Linked DNA regions of Capsicum annuum: region 2 is linked to region 1. A link is a contact called in public Hi-C data. All regions are on one chromosome and are shown on one strand. The core of a region is the stretch at or near the end of the contact, and the rest is flanking DNA. Distances in the headings are between cores, read along the strand shown.

What was found. A called contact is a pair of places that touch in the nucleus more often than the background predicts.
Region 2: a contact with region 1 is called in a Hi-C map of bud, with 4 times the contacts expected there. The contact joins the promoter of LOC107845447 here to the enhancer-like site in region 1. A contact is called at or near these places in 2 of 5 Hi-C or Micro-C datasets (bud and placenta).

What each region holds. Positions count from the first base shown.
Region 1 is chr10:80,318,926-80,323,571 of UCD10Xv1.1, forward strand. It overlaps the pseudogene LOC107844208. Among protein-coding and RNA genes, the nearest start is that of LOC107845217, 120 kb to the right of the region's middle. Within about 2 kb of position 1,981, at least 4 of the 5 cell types and tissues checked have an H3K27ac peak or open chromatin away from gene starts, as enhancers often do. A contact at or near this core is called in bud, where this site is marked.
Region 2 is chr10:80,543,111-80,547,472 of UCD10Xv1.1, forward strand. It overlaps LOC107845447 (digalactosyldiacylglycerol synthase 2, chloroplastic), which reads left to right and starts at 1,260. Exons shown (of 4, transcript XM_016689779.2): 1 at 1,260-1,584; 2 at 3,499-3,867. The coding sequence starts at 3,586.

The DNA.
Region 1 (4,646 bases), core at 731-3,230:
TTCTGCATTAGAACCCGACTAATTCAGATTCGCACTGGGTAGGATCCGGTCGGGATAGCGCTTCCAACAGAATTTTCTTCATACCCAGAATCAAATTCTCAAACTTTGGTTAAAGATCGAACAACCTCATTCATTGTAACACAACCATGTTGGTGATAGGTGCAGTGTTGATGCTACTTAGGTGGTTTTTTTTTGTTATTGTTGTTTTATTCCAGTATTTTTTTTATTTTCATTATAGCGGTGGCATGGATGTTATCCTATTATCAGTTAATGTTCTTTTTAGTTTTTAGTTAATATTCGTCTTGTTATTACCTCTATACAAACACTAGATCTCACAATATTCAATCAAAATGCAAAATATATTACTAAGAAAAACTAACTTACCGAAAACTGTTTCTACAAACAAAATCTATTGATGACCTTAAGTTCTTATTCAAGTCTTGAAATGAATTTAAAATGTTTTTGTCAATGCCATCAATTTCACACTTTAATACCAACCAGTTATATGTTCCAAAATTATTCTTTATATCTTAAAAAAAAAAAAAAAAAAAAAAAAAGGAAGAGCTAAGAATGAGAGGCGCAGAAATTTTCAAAAAAAGGTAAATATAATAACACTTAATTTTGAAAATTCAAGTTCATACGTTGGACAGTGTTTAGAAAACTAAGCATGGATCTTGAAACTAATCATATTTAATTTTGAAAATTCAAGTTCATACGTTGGACAGTGTTTAGAAAACTAAGCATGGATCTTGAAACTAATTAAATTGATTTGATGTTGGAAGTAAGGTTAAGTGTGTGTGTTAATTTTACTTTTTCTCTTATCTTATATTATTTGACGTTTTTGCTAAAAATAATTGTTAAAAAAAAGTGCCCGTGTTTAATGAACATAATCGGACACTTTCCAAGTTTCCATGTCTAAAAAAAGTTTTCATGTTTTCAAAAAAAAAATTCGAAGTGTTGGACAATAAAATACTAGTTATAGGGATATGTTAAACTCTTCATATGCCAAGTAATATGATATAGATGAAGTATTAGTAAAATATCTTAGCTTACTATCATAATAATATCACAAAAAAGACAACTTGTTGCTGTTAAAAAAAAATTCATTAGAATGATCTCAACTCAACTAATTAACAAAAGTTTAATAAATCAGCTTATTAAAAACTGATCAACAAATTACCAAATCTTTATTTATTATTATTATTAATACTAATTAAAAACAAAAGTTATGAGATGAAGAGGTGTGATTTGTGAGTCATGAAGATGACTTTTTTTCTTTCTTTTCTTTTGTAACTCATCATATATAACTGGATGTAACAAATAGAGAAAATGGTTTATTAACCTTCAATCTTTAGTCGAAATTTTAATTACACACTCAACTTTTAAAGGAAACCTATTATTCCTCTGAACTTTTTTTTATCGAATTTATTAACTCTCAATTGCTGACCTGTCAATGGACGTGACTACACCGTCCATAGGCACGTTAGTTGACTCTTTTCACTTTAAATTCTTTATTTTCTAGTTGCCACATCATTATTTTTAATAATATAATAAATATTATATTATATATTATTCAATTCTTTCTTCTTTTTCTAATTGAGAATTTCTAATTTCTCTAATTTATTAAAGTGTGTGTCCCCAACAGTCCAAACTTATCTTCTTCAATGAGACATTTTAGTCATTATAAAGCAAGTGTAAAACACATAAACTTCCAACAATGCTCTATACACATTTTGTGGAATCTTAAAATCTTTTAATTTTACATCGATTGAATTTTCAATCTCAAATCATAAATCATCATTCAAATCCACATTTCTTGAAATTGAAACAATCAAATCAACACCTATTAAAATCAACATCAAATTTTTTCACAATCATAAATTCAACATCAATTTTCATAGTTGAGAAATTATAAAAAAAAAAAAAAAAAAGAAAGAAAGAAAAAGGAACACTTAAGCCTATTGGCTCCATTGGCAATTCCACAAATTTGAAAATTTCCAGAATCAAGATTTGTGAGCAATGGACCAACATAAATCCTTTTACCCAAAGAAACTATTAAGTTTCCTTGTGACCAAATCTTATGATTTTCTTCCCTGTAGAAACCTTCAAAAAAGCATATCACTCACTTCATTTGCAATTTCACATCTTTAAATATCAGCATAGAACAGTTTGTCTATCTGAATGCCTTGATAATTTTACCTTATTTTCAGCTTGTTCATCAATTTCAAGACCTAAAAGTTTTCTCTTTTCACTAACACTCTTGCAATTAATTTCAGTGCAAAGCAATCTCAAATCAGAGAAATTCTTAAAAACTTGAATTACCACGTATAAGTAGAGATGATTATTTGAAAATCCACAAGCAAAAAAATAAATTACAACAACAATCTCCAAAACAAAAAAAAAATGAAACGAGGTGTTAAGAGAGAAGAGAGAGGAGAGAAGAAGATGAAAAGTTCTTGAAAATGAAAGGATGAAAGAGAATGGAGATGGGATATTTTTTGTAAAGAAAATGAGAATATCGACGTGGGCCCAGGTGCATAAAATACACGGATGTGTTATTAATTGGTTTATGTTGACAGGTCAGTAATTGGGGGTTAATAAATTTGGTAAAAAAAGGCTTAGAGGGTAATAGGTCTCCTTTAAAGATTGACTGTATAGTTGAAATTTTGATTAAATGTTGGGGGTAATAAACCATTTTCTCTAACAAATATAATAGAATTTTAAATTCACAAATACCTTAATTAATTAATGAAATAATGGATAAAAGCATTCAAAATGTTAATGATAAAGAAATAAGATTATTTGTATCAAATTGTCAATACTTCTCAAAATGCATGAAAATAGTGAATTGCACGGGAAAGAAGTTAAAAACTAACTAAAAGGTGATGAATTCTTTTTGTGACATAATCATTGTTTATATGGAACTGCTTTTATAAACGATGTGGGAGGACTATAGTTTTACTTATTCATCTATCAATTTTAAAAAAAAACGGTGCAAAAATTGACTTCATCCTTAGTTACATTTCAGGCCAAAAAATATATTTCATATGCCAATCATTTAAAATCAGGCTCAAACAAGACCCGATTCTAAGTTACATTTCATGAACAAAACGAAACGACATTAACAACAATATTTTTAGTCTTTCAATAGTTTTTCAACTACAACTTCAACCAAAAAAATAGCTTAAAAAATTTTGTTTTCATCCGCTGCTGAATGACTAGATGATTCTCCCAGAAGATTCCTTGGATAATTTCAGTTTTTTCAATGCATTTAATGGAAGATAAAGATTCTATTCGTGTAAAGCTTCAACAGCTTTTTCATACATTTCAGATTTTTGGTATATGCTTCCACTCACTTTCATTGTCATTTTTGCACATTTAAGCCAACTAGGGTATATCCCTTATTTTTTATCCTTAAAAACGACATAAAAATACTTTTTCATTAGATGAAAATTCACCGACTATATAGAATAAACAAAGAAGAGTATAAAATGCTTTGTTGTTTGACAATGAATAATTATGACAAAAAGAACAATAATGGAAGAACAAAACAATGGAAGAAGAAAAGTATATAAAGAAGTAAGAGTCTTGAGGAGCCGTTGGGATTGGACAAGTAACGGAAGAAAGAAAAGAAGAATGGTGGTAGGATTGGACAGCTAACATTAGAGCAGTCTTAGATAGAGTTGTGTTTGTCTGTGTCAGCGAAATTGTTGGGCAAGGTTGAGGGAAATCAGGTAGTGATTTGTGTTTCAAGAGGTAGTTTTAAACTTCGGATGGTATGTTGGGTAGCGAAAGTTGAGGATTTGTTGGGCACGCGCCCTAAATTACGAAAATGCCACAAAAATGGTGAATTTGTGCCAAATATATTTATCGATAACATTATTCTGTGACAAATACCTTTTCTTAAAAATTCGGATAGGTACAGAAAGGGGCTCTTAGGGTGTGTTTGGTACGAAGGAAATTATAATCCGTGGTAAATATTTTTCTGAAAAGCAAATTATTTTCTATTCTTTCTACTAAATAAGCAAAAAATATTATCTCAAAAATATTTATATATAAGCTAGCAAAACATTACAAATGTGGGATGGGTGGATGTGAAGCCTCGATCGGGATGGCGGGGGTAGGAAGGGGTAGGAGTTGGGTGGCATTGAGTAGGTGAGAGGATACAATAAATATAAAATATCACTTGTAGAACTTATTTTTTCTATTTTCATTAAAAAAAAGTCATTTTTTTTATTTTTAAGGAACTTATTTTCCTAAAGAAAAACATTTTCTAAAAGTTTTGATCAACTAAACATAAAAAAAATAGGAAAAAGAAATTCAAAAGATATTTACCTCCATACCAAACGCACATTTATTACCACAACAAAACAAGTTCAAGAATTTCCTGTACAGTTAAAAGGTCTTAAAAAGCTGAAATTGATTCTCTTGGTGTATGTTGAAGGGGAGTAGGGGGGGTATTCCCAGATGTGACCATAAATATTATTATATATTAATTTTAGATTGTGGTAATTAAATCCATAAATGTTTAAAATTAAAATAAAAGATTACAAGTTCATGTCATGTTTATCTAAGTAGCTCAAAAACACTTAAATTTGAAAAATTGTTTTCCTTTTAAGAATGGTATTTGAATGTTCTTCTGGTAA
Region 2 (4,362 bases), core at 10-2,509, 220 kb after region 1:
TATCTCAGACAGTTAGAATTAGTTGGGAGTTTGTCCCATCAACTCCTTATGTTTTTAGAGGTTTTCTGACAGTCATTCTAGCTTTCAGCTTTATCAGTGTTCAAACATGTTGACTTATATTTCAGTATTACGTCCTATCAAACTTTTATCAATTTATCTTCTACACATGATGTTTCATTATTATTTTATTCAGTGCTCACAGCAGGTACTAAATCATGGGTTAGCTTTAAGCACTGTGTCACAACTAGAGGGTAGCCTCGGGTCACCCTGTTACAAGGTAGGCTACGGTTTGGTGCATGTAATTAGTCACTGTATATATATTTTATATTGATACAATCAGTTGCATACAGTTGATACATTATGTATGGTAAGATTGTAAAATATAGCTATGTTGCCCTTTTTTTTACTGCAACAATGACTATTTCTAAAAGTTGTCCAAAAGAATATATAGTACCTTCTCTCTTCTAACTTCCAACGAAACTTTCTCCAAAAAATTAGTAAAAGAAATAGATGGTAGTTGGTTCCTGCTTTCATACATTTAGTAATTGTCGATTTGACAATATTGAATGTTATATTACTCGCAAGTGGGACTATCATATCACAAACTGCAACTGGGGTGGTGGTCTATTTGCTACCATTTCGCTTGCTATTTGTGACCGATTGCTCCGTACTTGCAACAAAGCTTGCCCCCTCAAATCTCAATCGTCCGAAAAAGAATTTTTTGGATTCCAACTAAATTGGAGTTAAGACTCTCTTTAGTTTCAAAATGCACTGCTTCATTGTCAACACTCACATAAACCTGTAAGGTTGTAACTTATAATAATGAGCTAACATCAAGTTTTTAACGCTTAAGAAACTAAAAACAACAGCAAAATCTTGATCTATCAATACTTTAAATTTGTTGGGTTGTGGTTTGAGCCATTTCACTCATGAAACAATTTAATTTATCGATTCAACAGAATTTAGTTGCTTGCAATTTAGTATTAAGGTTGTGAAAATAAGTGTTGTCTGATTCAAGAGTTGAACGGTTGTTTTGCAACTAATTAAATATTAGTAAGACTTCCGAGTTTTTCTCAGAGTTGTTAAGACTTAGGATTATGACGAGTTTTTCTCGAAGTTATTAAGGCTTAGAGTTATGAGTTTATATATCGTATAGGCATTATTAAGACGTCTACTAAATTGTTGAATCGAAGAGTTAATTGTATGGTCATAGACTCATGCTCCTCTGTATATCTACTCGAATTATCCTTCTTATCTAATTAATCCGAATGAAATTTTTTGCCTCATGTGTCTCCCTGTTCCCTCTTCGCATTTCCATTCACAACGGTCTCGTAAGTTGTAACTAATGCAACTTCCAATTTGACGTGCCAAGCGCGTGCCTCTATGTGAAATATTAATTCCGACAATAAAACTCCCAAACTATTACCAATTGCTATATTCCTCCTAATTATTCGCATCTTCCATAGCTCTCAAATCAATAATAATAGTAATGCGTCTATTTCCACCTCAATTAATTTCTTGTTCCCCACCAACAAAATTCCCTGCCCTGCGAATTCCTCAACTTTGTTGTTGGAGAAAATTCAGGTAAAATAAAACACCCTTTTAGATTCTTCTTTTAGAATTGTTCTTGGTGTTGTTGAAATAATTCCATGTAGGCTGCGTTTGTTTTTTAATAGTGTTCTATTTCTGTCACTTTCTTTTATGTTGGTTCAACTTTGAATTTTTGACTTTGCTGAAATGGGTTTTTGTTTATGTCTGATAATAACCAACAACCTTTTGTTTTCTTCTGTAATGGGTTTTTGTGTACATAGGGCTTTATTTTTTGGTATGATAACATGGTTTTGATTCAAGTTTTGAGGTTTCATCAATTCTTTTGTGGTACGAATTTTGCTTTTCTTTAATATGAGAATTAGTGTAGCTTTGTATTTTGTCTTTGGAGAAAAGAGAGTGTTTTAAAAAGGTGGGTGGTGCATTATAGCTCCAGCCATGTAAGAGGCTGTTTTCCGTGGAAGGGCAGGCTTATCCAGCATTTCTGCAAGAGACTGTTTTCACGCCTTGAACAGTGAAAATAGTGTTTAGTTTCTTTAAATGGGTGTTAGTGTATATTGTGCTTTACTTTCTCATACCGACATATTTCTATTTGAAGTTCTTCAATTGTATTATACTATGAAACTTACTTTTCTTCAATTTGGAAAGTTCAAACAATTACTGTTAGGATTCAAGATGTTTCTTATGAAAGTGCACGAGACATGCCGAGGAGACCATTTTACAGCCATGTATTTGATATTTCTTAGTATATCAGCAGAAAGTTATACTTGGGGAAAGGAAAAAGTGGACATGGAAGTTTAGAGCTTGTAATTTTCACTCTCTTAGTCAGAGGCGGATGGAGTGCGTAATTATTTCTTTCATGGAACATAGATATATGTGTGAAAAATGACTGAAAGTTCAACAAATATTAACCATGACCCTAAATTTCAAAAGTAAAATGGCAACCAGGGTTTTGGTCTGGTGGTAAGGGCGCAACATGTGACTTGGGGTTAGTCGCAAATCGGTTCAAACCTTGTTGAAAACAAAAGCTTGATATTTAAGTGGGGAGGGGTAAGGGGTGGACCCATTATCCACCAAGCTTCGTAACATGCACAATTTAACCCATCAAATTTAAATAGTGGATCCGCCTTTGCTCTTCTTTTCACCTAAAACATGCAGTAGTTTGAATGACTTAGGTGAGACTAACCGTGTTCCTTAAATTTTAGGTGAGACTAACCGTGTTCCTTAAATTTGACGGCAATTTCTGTTTGTATGTCAGTGCTGATAGAACAACTCTGCTTGGTACCAAACATTTGTATCTCCTTTTTACCAACTTTCTTTTGCACAATCTTCTTTTTTATTCTTAAGAATTTATTATTCATAATGTTTTTAACCATTGTTCAGGAATGTGCTCGCATCGTCGCATAATGTGATGATGCGAAGCGATGCGAACCCCTCTCGCTGTGCGTGGCTGATGCGAGCGCATCATGTTGATTTTATTTTTAGGGTCAATATTAAATTTAAAAAAGAGTCACTTCATATTGATTTTATATTTAGGTTCAATTTTAAATTTAAAAAAAGGGTCTACTGTGGTGACTACCTCTGCTGCAATTTTCTAAGGTTAACTTCGAAATCCAGTGCAGCGACTTCTTCTTCTTCACTGGGCGACTACCACTATTGCGCTTTCTTCTTCTCACTGCTTCACTTCAATGATGTGCTTACATCGCTTCATGCTTCGCGTAATGCGTGATGTGGAGCCTAGTCGCTTTTTTTCTGCATCACGCCTCCCTGAACACTATTTCTAACCCTTTGGCGTTTGATATTAATGTTGCAGTGTATTTCTTCATTTCAATCGAACTTTTTGTTCAACTTCTCTGTTTTTGTTCGATATCTTCCGCTGCTCCTTCATTTAAAACATGTTATTAGTCTTTATTTATTTGACAAAGTATTGATTGATAGCTTCAAATTCAGCTGTGCAGGTCAGTCTGTGAAGTTTCCCTTTCCTGACTCTAACTGGCATGTGAAGAAGCCAAAAATAATCTGACTCAACCTCCATAAATGGACAAAAAACATCACATCGCCATATATACTACTGCAAGCATTCCTTGGCTAACTGGAACTTCCATCAATCCTCTTTTTCGTGCTGCATATCTGGCAAAATATGGTGAACAAAAGGTCACCTTGGTGATTCCTTCGCTGCCATTGAAAGATCAAGAACATGTTTTTCCGAGTGGTATCAAATTTAATTCACATTTGGAGCAGGAAAAGTGTGTCCGCCAGTGGGTGGAAGAGAGGACTGGATTTGCATCAAATTTTAGCATACGTTTTTACCCTGGAAAGGTAAATCCAGATTTATTTCAACTTATCTGAAGAAAAGCAAGATTCATCTCCTCTTTTCTAAAATCTGATACAAAGAGTATGAATGTAGCTTATAATACCAAAAACCCCGAGCTCTTAGAATTGAGGGTTAATTTACATTTACATACTTCAGCTTGTGACATATATAGATAGATGAGTGTCTATATCTTACCATGTAGCACTAGGAGTTACTATTCTAATTTATTAATTGATGATTGTACTGATGTTCAATTCGACATATTTATAGATGTCAACCAAATTGTTTGACATGCCATTTTTTCTTTCTTCTGTTTTATTGGCTGCTCTTTTTCTTCCCTCATACGCAGAAGATTTAGATTGTGAACGAGGGAAGCTTCTCTAGAAGCGTTCAAAATGTTATATCTTCCCCTTCAGAAATTTTAAGCGTTCGGTACTACAATTTGCCCCAAGTTAGTTTTCAGAAAACATCCTAGTGCTTCCATTCCTTTTTAATTCCTC